Linked DNA regions of Hordeum vulgare: region 2 is linked to region 1. The links are chromatin contacts, called in public Hi-C maps. All regions are on one chromosome and are shown on one strand. The core of a region is the stretch at or near the end of the contact, and the rest is flanking DNA. Distances in the headings are between cores, read along the strand shown. Region 1 holds the start of LOC123449096 (partner of Y14 and mago). Region 2 holds the start of LOC123449097 (phosphatidylinositol 4-phosphate 5-kinase 2-like).

What was found. A called contact is a pair of places that touch in the nucleus more often than the background predicts.
Region 2: a contact with region 1 is called in a Hi-C map of seedling, with 3 times the contacts expected there. The contact joins the promoter of LOC123449097 here to the promoter of LOC123449096 in region 1. A contact is called at or near these places in 1 of 6 Hi-C or Micro-C datasets (seedling) and 1 of 1 datasets of contacts at active chromatin or transcription factors (embryo).

The regions. Positions count from the first base shown.
Region 1 is chr4H:489,755,216-489,758,218 of MorexV3_pseudomolecules_assembly, reverse strand. LOC123449096 (partner of Y14 and mago) reads left to right here and starts at 1,423. Exons shown (of 4, transcript XM_045126183.1): 1 at 1,423-1,748; 2 at 1,865-1,975. The coding sequence starts at 1,575.
Region 2 is chr4H:489,951,993-489,954,995 of MorexV3_pseudomolecules_assembly, reverse strand. LOC123449097 (phosphatidylinositol 4-phosphate 5-kinase 2-like) reads left to right here and starts at 1,586. Exons shown (of 8, transcript XM_045126184.1): 1 at 1,586-2,199; 2 at 2,322-2,489; 3 at 2,584-2,749; 4 at 2,890-3,000. The coding sequence starts at 1,793.

The DNA of each region.
Region 1 (3,003 bases), core at 174-2,673:
AAATTGTTTCCCATGCAACGTTCCCCAACACTTATCCCATGTAATCCAGTGTACTTTCCGTTCACCATTGCTTCACCTCACCAGAATTTCGAGGAGATCGAAGTCAGGTTCCGACACATCTTCTTTGTGAGTTGAAAACAACTCATGGTGTAGGTTGGAGTAAACTGTAACACAAATTTAATGAGAACCTCTCTGGCCACCTTGGATAAACCTTGTCCGTTCCATCCCGAGACCTTCCCTGTTGAGCTTTCCCTAACATACTTAAATGTACCATCTTTCGATCTACCAACCAGTGTTGGTAAACCTAGGTACTTCTCACTCAAGGCCTGCGATGTAACCCCAATCGCTTGCTTAAGCCCAACCTTGTCCTCCTCTTTTCACCCCCTGCCAAGGAAAATACAAGATTTTTGGAGGTTTACCCTCTGACCCGATGCCATTTCATAATCTGCCAAGATGTTCCTCAAAGTCTCCATAGCACCTTGTGAGCCTTCAAGAAAGACAATACTATCATCCGCACAAAGCAAATGCGTGACTTGGGGGTCAGTGCTCCCAAACGAGACCCCTTTGATGGTATTCTTCCTTTGTGCATACCGCAAAAGTACAGAAAAGCCTTCCACACAAAACAAGAACAAGTACGGGGATAGGGGGTCTCCCTGCGTGAGTCCCCTAGATGGGAGAAAACTTCTCGACATGCCCCCATTCATCTTGATTGAGAACTTCATTGCCGTCACTCGTAATCATTGCAATCCATATATCTACAAAGCCAAACCTCTTTAACATTTGTTCTAAAAAGACTCACTCTACTCTGTCATATGTCTTCATCATGTCCAGTTTTATCGCACAAAGGGGATTCTACCTCTTCCTTGTTCTAATGGCATGAACACACTCATACGCCACGAGCACATTGTCCGTGATTAGTCTATCAGGAGCAAACGCTCTTTGCTTCTCAAATATAAGCATTGACAGTATAACTTTTGGACGATTTGCAAAAACCTTCACTTCAATCTTGTAAAGGACATTACATATACTAATGGCTCGGAACTGAGAAAGTAACTCTCATGAGTTAACTTTCGAAATCATAACGATGACCGTTAAAAGAATTAGGTGCAACCTCTCCTGCTAGAAATTCCCAAATAGTCGTACACACCCCCACTCACAAGTCACAATCATCTAATGACTACTCCCTCCGTTCTTAAATATAAGTTTTTAGAGATTTCATTAGAAAACTACATACAGATGTATATAGACATACTTTAGAATGCAGATTCACTCATTTTGTTCTATATGTAGTTTCTTAGTAAAAAATTTAAAAGACTTATATTTAGAAATGAAGGGAGTATATCGTTAATCGTGTGGATTATTGTTGCTTTTATCAGAGGTGTGGGCGTTATTACGAGGCAAAGAAAAACCAAACACAATTCGACTCCAACGCCGCAATCTCACCCGACCCAACCTCTCGGGTCTCCGGTATGAACTCTGACGCCTGAACTACCCCTAAACCCATCCCGTCCCCGCCGCCGCCGCCGCCGCCTTCCGCCCCCTCTCCCCTCCAGACCCCGTACTCCTCCGCGGCTATGGACGCCGCCACCGACGGTGAGCAGAGGCGCCTCCTCTCCATCCCCAAGGAGGGCGAGCGCGTCATCGCGCCGACGCGCCGCCCGGACGGGACCCTCCGCAAGGAGATCCGCATCCGCGCCGGCTACGTCCCGCAGGACGAGGTCGCCATCTATCAGTCCAAGGGCGCCCTCGTGAGTCCTCGCGCCATCCCCCGTGCACTATTCCCACACCACGGCGTCAAACCTGTTCCTTTGCTGGACTCGTCGTTCTTATTGTGGGGCTTAAGCTTGTTTCGTGCTCGGTGCAGATGAAGAAGACAGGGCCCGACGTGCCGCCCGGGTACGACCCTGCGCTCGATGCCAAGCCCAAGACGAAGGCGGCCAAGCGCAACGAGCGGCGCAAGGAGAAACGGCACCAGGTAGGCCTTCCTCTCTCACTGCAATGTGTGACCATTGTCCATTGGTGCTACAAAACATTCTGATTTGGTTGAATTGGCATGGTTATATATTGTCCGAGGGCAGCATTGACCTTCGTTTTTTCCGTTAGTTGAGATTTATATATGCGCTAAAGATTAGCCTCGAACGATGCTGTCATTGCTAAAAATTGCGAAGAATAGATAAACATCAGTGTATTTTACCAAAGCTATTTGGCAGATAAATACTGATATCGCTTATATGTTTTCTATGGTGTTGCCTAACCGTAAGACTTCATTTTGCTGTGTTGGTAGTGATACCTGTTAGTTTAGGCCATCGTTGCAACTGACAATCATCTCCATACCATATTCTCCACAAAGTCATGAACAATTGGAGCTTGCACAATATTTTATCACAGACAAATTAAATGTTCTGCATTCAGTGAACACTATGCAAGTCAATGGCACTGTGGTTTTAGTTATGATTGCAGGCATTCCATCGGGTTGTAATTTAGAACTTATGGTGACAAATGGAATTTAGAAATGACACAGGCTATAAAAATATAGCAGAACACAGTTAGGAAGATTGCATGGTTTTCTCATCTCAATCAGGCCGTGACACCATATTCAACGAACTAGTGATCCATTACTCAAGTTGCATCAGGATCTAGTATAGTAATCTGGTCCAGTCTCATTAGTCATCACTCACAGTTGTACTGTAATTATAGTTAGTGGAACATAGTTTTGTTATACTTTGCTCGCCCTGATTCATCATCATCATTATTGTAGTTCTGGTCAAGAAATTAAGGATCTGAATATCTGGTCAAGAAAAGTGTGCAGTATGGAGCTTTGCATAAAAATATATTGCTGCGAACTGACCCGGACAAGGTGACAACGCGACTATTCTTCATGAATGAGTGAGAACGTAGCCTTATGGAAACATTGTATCTGTTCAAGTCGTGCGGCGAGCCCATTTATCCTCATATATGACTCAAGTAGCAAATAGTTCAAGAAATAACCACCCAAACATTAAT
Region 2 (3,003 bases), core at 337-2,836, 200 kb before region 1:
AAGACATGGTTTGGCTAGGCACAACTGAGATTTTCGGTAGCTAGATGATATGGAGAATATGGCTCTGTTAACATGTGCGATGGCGGAAACGTCTTACGCATCGTGGGAGACGGCTGCGTGTTATATATGCACGGGCGAAACTGAAGAATACGCGTACAAGATTGAGATACATCTTCGAGGAGAAGAAAGGAAGGAGGGGATAAACTAAGTCCGTTAAGATCAGAGTTTAAACAACCATTGGTCCATCTCTATATATCTTAACCTATCTTAACCTGACAGATATTCCAGATGTTTAACACATACCACAGATAAGCTGGAAAAACAAACATTAAAAAAATGACTAGCTTATTATGTGAAGCTTATTTCCACAAAAGTTTATTTATAACTTATTTTCACATAAGCTTACTTTGACAACATAGCTCAGAAGAACTGACCCTAAACCATCACATCTAGGACGAATTATAGAATCTACGGTGCTATTAGCTCTTTTAGCTTGGCCAAGGAAAATATACTTCTTCCGTTTTTTTTAGTCTGCATATAAGATTTGGTCAAAGTCAAGTGATACAATGTTTGACCAAATATATATCAAAAGATATCAACATCTATAATACTAAATCTATATGCTATGAAAATTAATATCATTATGCATCTACTAATATTGATTTCATATTATTATTATTTTTGAGTAATCTTGATTTCATATTATAAATGTTGATATTTTGTTCTATAAATTTAGTCAAGTTTATGAAGTTTGACTTTGACCAAATCTTATATACGGACTAAAAAGAAACCGAGGAAGTATATGCGAGGCGCCATGCGGACTCCCGTCTTCACGTGGCACGCGCCTCCGCCTACGCGCCACCGAGCGGGAGCGCTTTTTAGGGTGTGTTTGGTTCGGGGACGAAGTGGAACGGAATGTCATGGTTCCATTCCATTGGAACGGGTTGGTTCCGTCCTTGTGTTTGGTAGAGGAGATTTAAAGGAACGGAATGGTTACATTTTGATGTTTGGTTGGAGGGATGGAATGGATTTGTTCCCGGCGGCGGTGCGTGCTCCAGACGGCGGCGGCGCGTGCTCCCGGCGACGGCGGCGCGGTAGATGCAGGGGGCGGCGGCGCGGCAAATGCAGGGGGCGGCGGCGCAGCAGATGCAGGGGCGGCGACACGTGCTCCCGGCGACGGTGCGTGCTCCCAACGGCGGCGCGGCAGAAGGTGGCCCGCGGTGCGGCTTAGGGAGGGAGGTGGCCAGCGAGGTTGAGAAAGGGGGCAGCGTCGGGGGAAATGTGAGAGCACGAGGCGTTCCGCGTCGTTCCACCGATTCGAAGGTATCAGCGCGTTCCGGATCTGGGAGGAATATGCCATTCCAGGGAATGAGTGGATCCCGATTCCTGAACCCAACTAAACAGAAGAACGACCTCTAGAAACGGGACCGACCCGTTACATTCCACCTGGTGACGCAAACCAAACACACCTAAGTTCCTGGCTCCGGCGACTGCTAGTCATCCATCGTGCCGCTACCCACACTCTCCTGGTCCGCCTGCGTGACATCGCTCCCTGTGCCAAAGCCGACGCCTACAAAAGCACCAAGAAAAAGCTAAAGCAAAACCACGGCCTCCCCCTTCCTTCCCTCGCCCCTCTCCTCCCTCCGCCTACCACGCCAGCCCCCGCTCGTCTCGTCTCATCTCCTCGACCCCTTCCCTCAAATGAGATACCTCGTACCGCCACCACTATAGTATATCAGAGCTCGATCCGCCCACCACCGACCACACCTCGGAACCGAAGAGCCAGCCGATCATGCCGCCGCAAGTCGCCGCCGCGCAGCAGGGCGACCGCTGCCGCCACGGCCAGCTCCCGCGCTGGCACGGCGACGCCGGCGGCGAGCCGCTGCCCTTCTACGTGCCGCTGCGCAAGCGCCTCTCCGTGGACGGCAAGTCCCCGGCGCCGCGGATATGCATCTGGGAGTGCGACGGCGAGGCCGGCGACATCACCTGCGACATCGTCGCCGCGCCCTTCCGCCGCAGCTGCAGCGCCAGGACGACGACGCTGCCGCCGGCCCCCTTCTTCCGGACGATGACGCCGCCGCCGCCGAGGCCGCACAGGGTGCTGGAGGAGGAGGAGGAGGAAACCAAGAAGCCCGGGAAGTCCATCCGCAAGGGCCACCGGAGCTACGGCCTCATGCTCAACCTACAGCTCGGCATAAGGCAATGCCAATCAATGCCCGCCCCCCTCTCGCATTTTTCCTCTAGCCATTCATCGAAACACCTTGTCACATTGATTGATTGTTGGCTTGCTTGCATTTATTTATGATGTACGTACTGTACAGTTATTCGGTGGGGAAGTCGTCGGCGCTGCCGTTCAAGAAGCTCCTGGCATCGGACTTCGACCCGCGGGAGAAGGTATGGACGCGGTTCCCGCCGGAAGGATCCAAGCTCACGCCGCCGCATCACTCAGTCGATTTCCGGTGGAAGGACTACTGCCCTGCCGTCTTCAGGTGCCATTTCTTGGACTCGGCTTGAAACTGCCGTGCTGGATCGTGAGTGATGAGTGGTGTACATGTATTGACTACTGTTGATTGATGCCTTCAGGCACCTGAGGAAATTGTTCGGGGTGGACCCTGCGGACTACATGCTTGCAATCTGCGGCAACGACACGCTCCGGGAGCTGGCGTCCCCGGGGAAGAGCGGGAGCTGCTTCTTCATCACCCAGGACGATCGGTTCATGATTAAAACCGTCAAGAAGGCTGAAGTGAAGGTCAGACGGTGATTTTATTTCCAAAAGGAATTCAAATTTGTGATTGTTTCAGATTCCAGGTTTAGAATTTTTCTGGAAAATAGGGCAGCACTAACTGGCGGCTTCAGCGTCGATTAAACATAATCCATCTTGTTTAATAGGTTCTCATTAGGATGTTGCGGAGTTACTATGAACACGTCCGTCTGCATAAGTCCACCTTGTTGACAAGATTCTATGGCACACATTGCATTAAGCAAGTTGGATGCCCGAAGGTA